Linked DNA regions of Canis lupus: region 2 is linked to region 1. The links are chromatin contacts, called in public Hi-C maps. All regions are on one chromosome and are shown on one strand. The core of a region is the stretch at or near the end of the contact, and the rest is flanking DNA. Distances in the headings are between cores, read along the strand shown.

Region 1 (5,653 bases), core at 2,003-4,502:
AACAGAAAGCACACAGTTTTAGTTGGGGCTTTTAAAAGCAAGTACGAGTTGAAAGCGGACAGCCTCCCAGCTATGCAAGGAACGGACCCTTCTCGATTTTAATACCCCCAAGATGCCAATGGTTCATCCAACCAATGCTTATATGATTTTCTTAGAGTAAGAGAAAAAGTTGCTTTGGTCTCCAGTTAATTTGGACTGTGCAAGTGACAGTAATGTTGTGGGATTCTTTTAGCAGCAAAAAATAAATAAATTACACACACACACACACACACACACACTCCAGCCCTATAGTCCTATGATCAACATAGTAAAAGATTTTGCCACTATTATTTCCCTCTCTTTTTCATAAAATAATTAAGAAAAAACCCCCAACTTACCCTTCCTTTATTTAGTGTTTCTTGTGCTTCTAACTTATAAACAAGAAAATCTAGAAAATAAAAAAAAATGGAGAAAATGGGGTGTAATTAACTCATTATGGAATTTTTAAACATCTAAAAGAATAAAAGCACATTTTGTACACACTTGTGGGAAATATTTTAGGTTTAAAAACAATCGGCTTGGTAGCCTACTTTGTTTTGCCTCTCAATGCTTTAGAAAGACTAGGAAAAAAACTATTAGATAATTTTCAGCTTTATTTTAAAGCTGTACATCTTGAATAAATAATGTATACATTATAACCAATTAGTTAGAAGTGAATTTATAACATGCACTCTGTGATTAACTCTCCTTGAAATTAAGGAGGAAAAAAAAATGAGGCACATCTGAAGACAGAGATGATTTACTGCTGTCCACTAGATGGCACGCTAAAATCATTCAGGACTTGAAAAGAGAAATCAAGCCACAGAACCCATCTCTAATGCTCTTAAGGCTTTATTATCCACTAGATGGCTCTATAAAATCACTCTGCATTTAAAGACAAGGAAAATCCAAATCCTATCAAAGCATTTTAATGATGCTAAACTCCTCTTCTTCATACAGGCTTAAACCGAGGGTCAGTAAAACATCCTAACCCATCCTGCCCTCCCACACTCCCTCCCTCCATCCCACGCCAACATAATGAGACAAAATACCTAACTTATATTTCCTCACAGGATTTCACAATACACGAGCAAATAAATCAAACGAAGAATGTGGATGATTTCCAATCACGAGCTGTATAGAGCCTATGCTTTATAGAAAAATTCTGTTAAAAGTCAATGGGTTGCCCAATGCCTGTGCTAGACGCTAATTTTCCAAATTGAACCAATCAGCTGTGCCAACAAAAGCCTTCACAAGATAAAAACAAGTGTGTAACTTAAAAGACACCCTGCAGAGGAAAACAAAAGAGACACCATAAGATGTGATCAATGTGTTATGTTGCAAACATAGATAAATGTCTGTATGCCTGTGTATGTGTATGAATGTATAAAATGTGTCATATTCCGGGCAACACATGCTGTTGCTTCTCGGATATCTATGGCCAGAATTTTCGGGGATGAGTGACATATGTGTGTAATATTCAGAGTTAAAGCTGTTTATTTCTGATATAATATGTGTAACCAATGCTATGAACTGCCTCAAGGTGGCAGTGAATGAAAGATTCGGGATCCAATCTTAAGCAGGAATTACCGTATTGTTCAATGCGTAACATACTGCTTGACTTTCTCTGTCTACTTATAAAACTGACTCAGGGCTGATCTGAGAAAGTTCTTAACAACAACAAAGAAATAGTAAAGCAAGCACGCGATGTTTCAAAGAGGAGTATGATAAAAACACAGAACACAAACTGCATTTCATATTTACCTTCCTTTGCTTTTTTATGTTCAAGTCTTTCCTTTTGCAAGGATTTCTCTAATCTTGATCTGTGTTCATACACAACTGAAAGAAAAAAGTTAAAATTTGTCGGCAAAGAATTAGAAACTCTAAAGTAAAGATAACATCAAATTTTCCAAACAGAGGGAGGAAAACACTTTGGGGTCTTCACGATTGAAATAAAAATGTATACATGTTTAAGTTCCACGTTCTGGGTTAAAAAAAAAAAAAAAAAAGTCACAACAGACCTAATTCTGAGCTGACTTCTGCACAGTCCGCACCTTTGAAAACAATACTCTGAAAGAGGCTTCCTTCCACCTTCTTTTTCCAGCTCCTTCTCCTGCTTCTCAAATACGAGCATCTGTCGAATACGAGGCTCCACGTCTTCTCCTGGGCCAATGTGTCCACTGTCTGGACCTCTCCCACCATGTGCCCCACAGCTCTATTTCTAGCTCCCACCTCTCTTAGTTTGCTGGAGACTCCGGGGCTTTTCCACCTAGCTACCCCCTAAGTGCTGCCAAGTCCACGGGATCTGAACCTGAACGAAGGCCGCACCCCCACTGGCATGAAAGAGACCGTGCGTCTCCCCTACATCAAGGAAAACACAGTGAGGGAGCCACAGAAGCCAAGAGGGGAGGGACCCTACAGAGAACCTACAGACGTCAGCTTCACATCTGCAGGAAGCCAACAGCAAAGTGAGGTCAGGCTGGAAGACGCCCCTGGACTTGGCCTGTCCCCACCTGCCCTGTCTACTCTGAAGAGCCAGCGATGCCGGGGGAAGAGAGAGGTAGTCTGGATGTCCTAGAGGGAAAACAGGGACGAGGAGCTCAGCAGAACTCTTCCCCACCTCGGCCTTCACATCTACAGCAAACAAGAGCTGGAGGAGTGGGAAAAGCTTTACTTTGGAACGAATAAAATAATTAAATGGCTATTTTATTTCTATAATAAAATGTATGCAGATGGACTAAACCAGACATAATACTTACTAGGCCGAGACTGTGTTTGTGGATACAAGTTATTAATACTTTTTTTTTTTTTTTTTAAATCTGAGATGTCAAGAAGCATCCAGGTCTGTGCTAAGATTTCATTCCAGGACTGAAAACCCAACCTCACAGAGTGGTTTGTACAGGCCAAGAAGGGTGAGGGGGGGAATGGCAAAAACTGAATTTCTGGTGTTTGCTTTGAATCCTCTGTTTGTGCAGCATTATGGTCACATATGACCTCAATCCCGTGCCAAACTAAGCCAAACCTGTCATTTGGTTCATCTACCAGCGTCTGGCTTCCCTTGGCTACCCTAAGACACAACTGAATCACCCATCGCTGACTCGCCAGATACAACACATACAACTGCCTGACACTACTGGCCATCCCAAAGCGCCGAGGTCACAGCAACTCCACCCACCCACCCCCACGCCTGCTCTAACTCCTTGTCACTTGAAGGGACGCCCTGTCCCTCCTGCCCTTTCTCCAGTGTCACAGCTGCCAGTTGCCAGCCACTACTGTCCTCCTCCCAGGGTGCCTGCCATCTCCTGGGAGAAGTCCATCTGCCAGTGTCCAAACCCTCGGGCTTCTCCCTACCCTGCATGTCTCATCTTGTCATCCCAGAGAAACCTTCCACTCTCCGGGCTCCCTCTACCACTACCACAACCCCTATCTCTACTCACACCTCTAACATCTCTGGGCACAACTCTCAGAATGCCTACTACCACCCAAACTGGCTTGGTGTCATCCCCTGGCAGGTGTATGCCTCAATCTCAACTTCCTCGTCCTCCCCAGCCTCTTACAAGTCATCGCAGCAATCCCTGCCTTGGTCTTTTTTTCCACCAGTGTTCTGTTTTCTTTGCCAGATGACCCCTTCCCCCCAGTGCTATGGTTATAAAGGATCTAATACAACTTTGCACGTACTGAGCCCCTATGTATCTGGAAGCACATTATGAGTAGGAATGCGAAATGAATCGCCATGAGCCTTGGCCATAAGCAGCTCAAGTGTAACACAGTGGACAGGGGAGGTGAATTTTAAATAATTAGAGCTAAATACACTTAGCACAATAAAAGCATATTTAAGCCCAAGGAAAGTCAAGGAAGAGCCCTGGATGGGAGAGGGGTGAGGGAAGACTTCTCAGAGGTGGTCATCTCTTGGCTGGCTTTGAGAAGGAAGAGCAATTCGATAGAAAAGTGTGCCACGGGAGACAGGCACCTCTGGAAGACATCACAGGGACGAAGGCACGGGGGTATGAAATTGAGCTAAACGTAGCTGTACTCTAAGCTTGCTTGTAAGTCCATTGTTAAAAAATCACATTTTTCCCCCCAAATAAGTCTCTATGGCAGATAAGTCCATCTGCCAGTGTCCAAACCCTACTAAAACCAAGAAGTTCCTTGAATGGGTACTAACAGTATCATCTGGAATGATGTTTGGAACAAGGCAAGGGAAGAAAAGATTAGCACTACAGAACCTCACTAAGCCAAGCCCTAAACTGCAGGCTCATGGACTTTGAGAATTTCAATCAGGTGGGAAACATTTACAGGGGAACAAGTCCGTGACGGTGCTATCATGACATCCCAGAGGCAAGAACAGGATGCCCCAGGCACACCTGAGCTCCCCAGTGGGAAGGAAATATCCTGCCTCTCCTCTAATCCACTGGCCAAAGTTCCCAGGTCTGGGTAGAGTCGTGGGAACACAAACGTGCCCGGTACCCTGGAACTGTGGTGCACTAGCTGGATATGGGGTAGATGATTTCAGCAAGCGTGTGCACCACTTCCAAAGGAAACAACAGGAAGAACTGTCAAGGTCTTTTTCCAATGGAACTGCAGTGGCAGAGGGTGTGGGGAGGTCTTGAGGTTGGGGGGCTGCCAAGGAGGTCAGGACCACTAGAGGGAAACAATTCCAGCCTAGAAACACCCGTGAGGGGGCTCCTGGGTGGCTCAGTGGCTGAGCATTGGCCTTCAGCTCAGGTCGTGACCCCGGGGTCCTGGGATCAAGTCCCACATCAGGCTCCTTGCATGGAGCCTGCTTCTCCCTCTGCCTTTCTCTCTGTGTCTCTCATGAATAAATAAATAAAATCTTAAAAAAAAAAAAAAAAGAAAGAAAGAAACATCCGTGATTTTAAAAGACAGCAGCAGAGCCAACAAGACAAATTCGAGAGGACGGCTCACCACCTCAAACTCCCAAGTATCAGACCTTACTGTGGAATAGAGGGGAAGTAACGGCAGGGGAAAGCTGCACTTACGAATCACAATCCTGCACAATCCTCTACTGCAGCAACCACTGGCAATCACTTTGCAAACTTGCTGTGGCAAAGGAGTCTTGTATGGGACTTGGTAAGTGGGTAACGATGGTCTTTGCCCTGGGAAGCAGGGTTATGTCATCTCCCGGTAGAGTGGAGGGCCCACTGGATTGCAGCAGGCAGAGAGGGAGTCTAGGGGATGGAGTGAGAGGGTGGGAGGCTGTGCTCCACTCCCTCGGTCTCTTCCCCGCGACGCAGTCAGGTAGGTGATGTGCCAACAGCTGGCCCAAAGTGCCCATTTATCATACTGAGTCACACAACCGTCTCTTGACAGTCTGACACTCAGTGGGAATTTACACGTTCCACATCCTATTAGCAGTGTTGTCTCAAGAGCCAGAGAATCCTAGGACACTCCGTTACAAACTTTCATAAATACCCTAAACAGATGCTACACAACGTCCACGAAGCCAGGACGCGTTCGTGGATCACAGTCAAAATTCAAAGGCCGTGAGACACCTGAGCTATTCAAGGATGAATAAAATGGCATCGCTCATCAATAACAAGATCTGAGGCATGAAGAATGTGGTTTTGCAAAGGAAGTAAAAAAATAAAATAAAAAATTAAAAAAATTAAAAAAA
Region 2 (5,653 bases), core at 2,068-4,567, 45 kb after region 1:
ATGTCTTTGCAGCCAAGCAAGTAAATGTGTGAAACGGCTTCGTTTTTAGGGTGACAGGGCTGTAGTTCTCAACCTTGGCCACATATTGCAGTCACCTGGGGAGGACACCATCACCCACAGGTTGTGACTTCACTGGTTTGGGAGCTGCCGGTGGGATTCCAATGGGCAGTCAGCGCTAAGAACCACCGCGTATGGACACAGAGACTGGGGCATGGCCCACCTGAAAGCAGTTTTTAAAAAATTTAAGAGGTTACGTAAACATTGTGCCGGTCAAAGGTTGTTAACTACTGCCTCTGCCACCAAGATGTAACCTCTGCCCCCACTGGCTCAGGATAATTAATGTGCAGTAGAAGTGGGAGCTGGATAAGTAAATAGATATCCTGGCTGGCAGACACAGACGTTTGTTTTTACTGGAGAAAAGGTTGCCTAGCCTTGGAGCTTTCCCCAGGTTACCCCTCACCGTCTCCTATTTATGGATCGGGTCTTTACTGCAAAATGCATTTGGAGTCAGACATAACCTACTTTCAAAATAATTTCTGGAGTACAACCCATTCTTAAACTGAAGATGACCTAAATATGCTCACTTAACAAATGTATACCTTCAGATGAAAGGGCTAAACCACTTAAAACATTTCAAGAGTCATAGATATACACACACACACATATATATTTTGAAGAGGGCCACTCATAATTAACTCTGATCTTAATCCAAGCCAGGTCAAGAGATCTCACTTAACTAAACAAGTCCTAAGAATGGAGAGCCTAATGCCCTCAAAACAAATCTATGCAGGTGGTACAACACAGCACTGCTGAGGCAAATGTCATTTGTCATTGGAAGAGGGAAGCAAAGGCTGCATGCCATCAGAAAATCTTCATTAAATGGCCTGCAGATGTAAAATCCAAAATAAAAGCTAAAGGAGTCAATCGTGAATCCATGAAAGAAAGAAGAAAGAAAGAAAAGAAAAAGAAAGAAAGAAAGAGAGAGAGAGAGAGAGAGAAAGAAAGAAAGAAAGAAAGAAAGAAAGAAAGAAAGAAAGAAAGAAAGAAAGAAAGAAAGAAAGAAAGAAGAAACTGTAGCCTGCTTAGGGAACCACTCTTCATGCATGACCATATTGTTGCAGCACCAAAATTCAAGAGGAAATGGCAAAATACATTAAGAAACAGACTTTAAGGCCACTCAAACTAGCTACATTTTCTTTTCCTCTCCTGCTACAAAACAAATGTTGTGTATTTTAATGGCCTCGTATTACCACTTAGCACCACCAAAAAGAAGGCAAATAAAAGGAGAAAAGAAATTGAGATTGATTTTCAAAATGACATACTGCAAATACAGGCCATGACTCAGAAATCAGGGCCTCATCAATCAGTTCCAGCATTGTCTGCTGAGGAAATGCTCTACTCGGGCCGAATATTTTGTTGTTATTTTGTTTTTGTTTTTTCAAAAAGCAGAGACGGGGAAAAAGCCTGAGGAAGCAGACAAAAGTGCGTAAGATTAATTTTCACATCAATTAATTTTCACTGTTCAGGTAACCGTTTGTTGACTGAACAAATACATATTGATGCCCTCCTGAGTGTCAGGCACTGTGCAGTGCTGAGGATGTATGAACTTGACGGTGAACTTGACGGTGTCTATTTGCATGGGTCACCTAAACCAAGAGACCAAAGCACCAACCTCCTATAATCCACCACACACACCCCTTCCAGCCACAGGGTAAAAATCCAGTCTTGCCCTTGTAGTAGCGGAAGGCAAATTTTCCCCTTTGTCTAACTGCACTGAACTTCACAGGGAAACCACTCATGTCTTCTAAGTAAATAATACATAAATATCCAGATTCCGCATCCCAACAAGAAGTCATGGGTAAATTTCGACAAGTTTAAAGAAAAAAAAATTTTTCCCCCTAAGTCTGTATCAAAACAGGTTTTCCTTTTGAACCAAACCCAGCTCCACATATTTTCACTGCCTGTGGCTGTGCAGCTTCAGTAAGCTAAAAATACTTCCCTTTCTTCTAAGTTGGGAAGAGAAAATAAGACCAAGCAAATCAGCCGCATGTCATTTTCTCTCATTTTAATTTTTTTTTTTTTTTTACTAGAAAACACTCAAAATAGCCGAAGCAACGAAAAGGCATCTGTTTTCTATTTGTACACGCATACACGGACACCAACATCCATCCAGCTCGTCTCTTCCCAGTAATAGGAAATACGCTTTATTTGCATTATCAGCAAAGACTGTCAACATTTCACTACTCACAGCTTTCGGTCATTATATTTGTGGTTGCGGGGCGGGGGGGGGGGGGGGGGCGCCTAAGTGTTGAAAACCAGACACAAGTACAAGCTTTCGAAAAATACGTATATAGGATGACTGCGCTCCTAAGACCACATGGTGCTTGCTTTGCAGTCCAAGCGTCATTGAGGTCTCCGAAATGTACATTCAGGGAGATTCTAGAACAGAAGGATGGGAACTTTGCATCTTCTCGAGGGTCTTGCTCAAGTTGTGTTCATTGCATCCCACCAAATGAAAAAACTGTTTCTCCCCTTGGACTTCTGCAGGCTCACTGGAAAACACACACACGCACACGCCCCTACGTCTGTGACAAACGAAAAGTTACTCAAGGAAGAGAAACTCTGCACCCCCACCGCCACCCCCACCAGCCCCCAAAGCAAACTGCAGGACGGTGACCCGGTAGCCGTGGGTGCACTTCTCCAACTCTCCCAACATCCCTAAAGCCACCCTATTAAGTTAACGCAAACTGGCAGCGCCGGGCTCCGTGCGCCTGGGCCGTTAGTCTGGGCAGCCAGGTCCTGGCTAAATCTCACTTCAGAGAAAGAAAAAAGAAAAAAGAAAGCACAGCTGGGGGGGTCCCTGCCGAGCAGCCCCGTTTCTCGAGCTCCGGGCCGAGCCGGGTGCAGAGCGCACCGCCCGCGCCGGGACCGCGCGCCCCCGGGCCGCGCAGGCGGACGCGGCAGGACGGGCGCCCGCGGCGGGACCGACCTCGGAGGCCGCGGCCGGGGGAGCTGGGAGGCGCGGGTGTCACGTCCCCGGACCCCGGGGCCCCGCCGGCCGTACCTTGCAGCTGGGCGGACAGGGACTCCTGGTGCTGCTGGTACTTGAGCGCCACCGCCTCGGCTTTGCGCAGCTGCGTCTGCAGCTCGTAGTAGAGCATCGCGCCGTAGAGGAAGCCGAACACCACGGTGAGCAGCAGCAGCGTCTGGAAGATCCGCTTCTGCTTGCGGGAGCACATCCCGTTCCCCATAGTCCCGCCGCCGCCCCGCGGCCGCCCGCCGCCGCCCCTTCCCCCGCTGCGCCCCGAGCGAGCGTCTCAGCAGCCGCCGCCGCCGCCGCCGGAGGAGGAGGAGGGGGAGGGGGAGGGGGAGGAGGGGGGGGGAGGAGGCGGCCGGACGCGGCATGGGGAGGGGACGCGACACACAAAGCGGGGCCCGGGGGGAGCGCACACCCGTCCACGCCGCCCGGGCCGCGGCCGCCAAACTTCCGCGGGGCAGGCTGCGGGCGGGGGCGCGGGCCGAGGCGCGGGCGGGGGCGCGGGGGGCGCGGGCGGGGGCGCGGGGGGCCGCCCTGCGCATACTTCCGAGCGGGCCGCGGCCGCGCCGGTCCCCAGGCGCCGCCTGCCTTGTGTGCTTGGGTATTTTTTTTTTTTTCCCCTTTTCCTCCTCCTCCTCCCCACTTTTCGGCTCGGCTGCCCCCGGCGGCGCTCGGAGTCCCGCCCCGGCCGCTCCCGCCGCGCGGCTCTGCCGCCACCCAGAGGAGGGGGCGCGCCCAACAAAGGCCCCGGCCCGGGCGGCGGGGGAGGGGCGGGGCGGGGCGGGGCGGGGCGGGGGCCGGGGCCACGGCGGCCGCCGCCTCCCGCCCAACTTACGTGTCACCCGCGGCCCCGCCAGCCCGGCCGCCGGGACTCCGGGAGGAAGTCCCCCTCGGGCTCCCCGCTCATTGGGCCCGCCCGAGCCGCCGCGCCCTCCCTTCGGGCCCCATTGGACGCCCGCCTTGTCCGTCCGACCCGGCGCCGCGCCTCCCCTCCGTCCGCGGGGGCCCGCGAGGGGCGCGGGGGGGACACGCGGGGAGGTCGGGGCGCCCGGGGCCGGCCTGCGGCTGGGAGAGGTGCGGGGAGCGCACTGCGCGGGGTGCAGGACCCCCCGGGACGCCCGTGGGGACGGGGCAGGGGGGCCACGGGGGGAGGTCGAGGCGCCCGGGGCCGGCCTGCTGCTGGGAGAGGTGCGGGGAGCGCACTGCGCGGGGTGCAGGACCCCCCGGGACGCCCGTGGGGACGGGGCAGGGGGGGAAGGGGGCCACGCGGGGAGGTCGGGGCGCCCGGGCCGGCCTGCGTCTGGGAGAGGTGCGGGGAGCGCACTGCGTGGGCTGCAGGACCCCCCCGGGACGCCCGTGGGGACGGGGCAGGGGGGCCACGCGGGGAGGTCGGGGCGCCCGGGCCGGCCTGCGGCTGGGAGAGGTGCGGGGAGCGCACTGCGCGGGGTGCAGGACCCCCCGGGACGCCCGTGGGGACGGGGCAGGGGGGCCACGCGGGGAGGTCGGGGCGCCCGGGGCCGGCCTACGGCTGGGAGAGGTGCGGGGAGCGCACGTGCGCGGGTGCAAGCGCGGGCGGGTCCGGGACCCGGGACGCCCGTGGGGACCCGGCAGTGGGTGCAGGTGGGAGGGGAAGGGGGGCGGTGGGAGCAGCCGCCCGCGCCCTCCCGGGCTCCCCGGGGTCCTTGCCCGCGGCGGGCGCGGGTCGGGAGACTGAGGCACGCTGACACGCTGCGCTGCCGCTCGGCTGCCCGCGGGGCTGGGGAGACCGTGGGGACACCAGCTTCCTTTGGCCGAGGGGAACGGAGTGATCTCATGTGCCCCCACACACACCCATTCCCCCGGGGGCGGGGGGGGGCTCCTAACCGAAGAACTTAGAAAACTAATCTCCAAAATCAGTATTGCCTACGTTTTGTCTCATGCATCTGGCAGCTTGGTGCAAAAATACATGAGTAACGTTGCTAGATCACACAGGGAGGGGTTCCCTACGTGAGGCAAAGTAAGACGCGAGAACCACAAACCTCTTCAAAGAAAATCAAAGTCTAAGAAAACCGTGCTTTTGTTCTTGCACGCGTCCCTGGGGGGGGGGGGGGGGGGGGGGGAGGCCGGCGTGGATGATGAGATTCTGTTTCTGCTCTTGAGCTGACTTCGAAGAAGGTAAATTGTTTTCTCAAATGGCTCGGTGGCGCCTTGGGATTTGTTTCGCACTGCGTGGTTTTTAGGAGGCTCTAACCAGGTTTCAGTTATCACCGTCAATAATGGACAGTGAGGGTGGACCTGCGTGGCCAAGTTAGACTTAAAGATGGTCCCTGGTGTAGAACTTTTTTAGGGAGACTCTGAAATTAGAGAATGCCCCAACCGTAAAATAAACCCCATTACCTTGGCCCAGCTAGCCTATGACATTTATACTGCCATGAAAACTTAAGTTTGCCTGGCGTGTGCTTTTCCCTAATACGTAATAACTCACGATATAACAATGATTATATAACCGTAATCCTGTTGTTCAAGATGCTTTCGTTTATAAATATGCTCTCTCACTTATCACACCCAGGTTAAGTATTAGCTTTACGTTTTGGTAAAGAAATGAAGGTTTCTTGAAGGGGCTGTGATAGCTCTAGG

Evidence for each region. A called contact is a pair of places that touch in the nucleus more often than the background predicts.
Region 2: a contact with region 1 is called in a Hi-C map of blood, with 2.8 times the contacts expected there. The contact joins the promoter of GOLIM4 here to the enhancer-like site in region 1. A contact is called at or near these places in 5 of 9 Hi-C or Micro-C datasets (amygdala, blood, liver and 1 more).

The regions. Positions count from the first base shown.
Region 1 is chr34:33,085,784-33,091,436 of UU_Cfam_GSD_1.0, forward strand. GOLIM4 (Golgi integral membrane protein 4) reads right to left here. Exons shown (of 15, transcript XM_038583819.1): 2 at 1,783-1,857; 3 at 378-427. Among named protein-coding and RNA genes, the nearest start is that of GOLIM4, 46 kb to the right of the region's middle. Within about 2 kb of position 3,253, at least 5 of the 20 cell types and tissues checked have an H3K27ac peak or open chromatin away from gene starts, as enhancers often do.
Region 2 is chr34:33,130,981-33,136,633 of UU_Cfam_GSD_1.0, forward strand. GOLIM4 (Golgi integral membrane protein 4) reads right to left here and starts at 3,318. Exons shown (of 15, transcript XM_038583819.1): 1 at 3,065-3,318. The coding sequence starts at 3,251.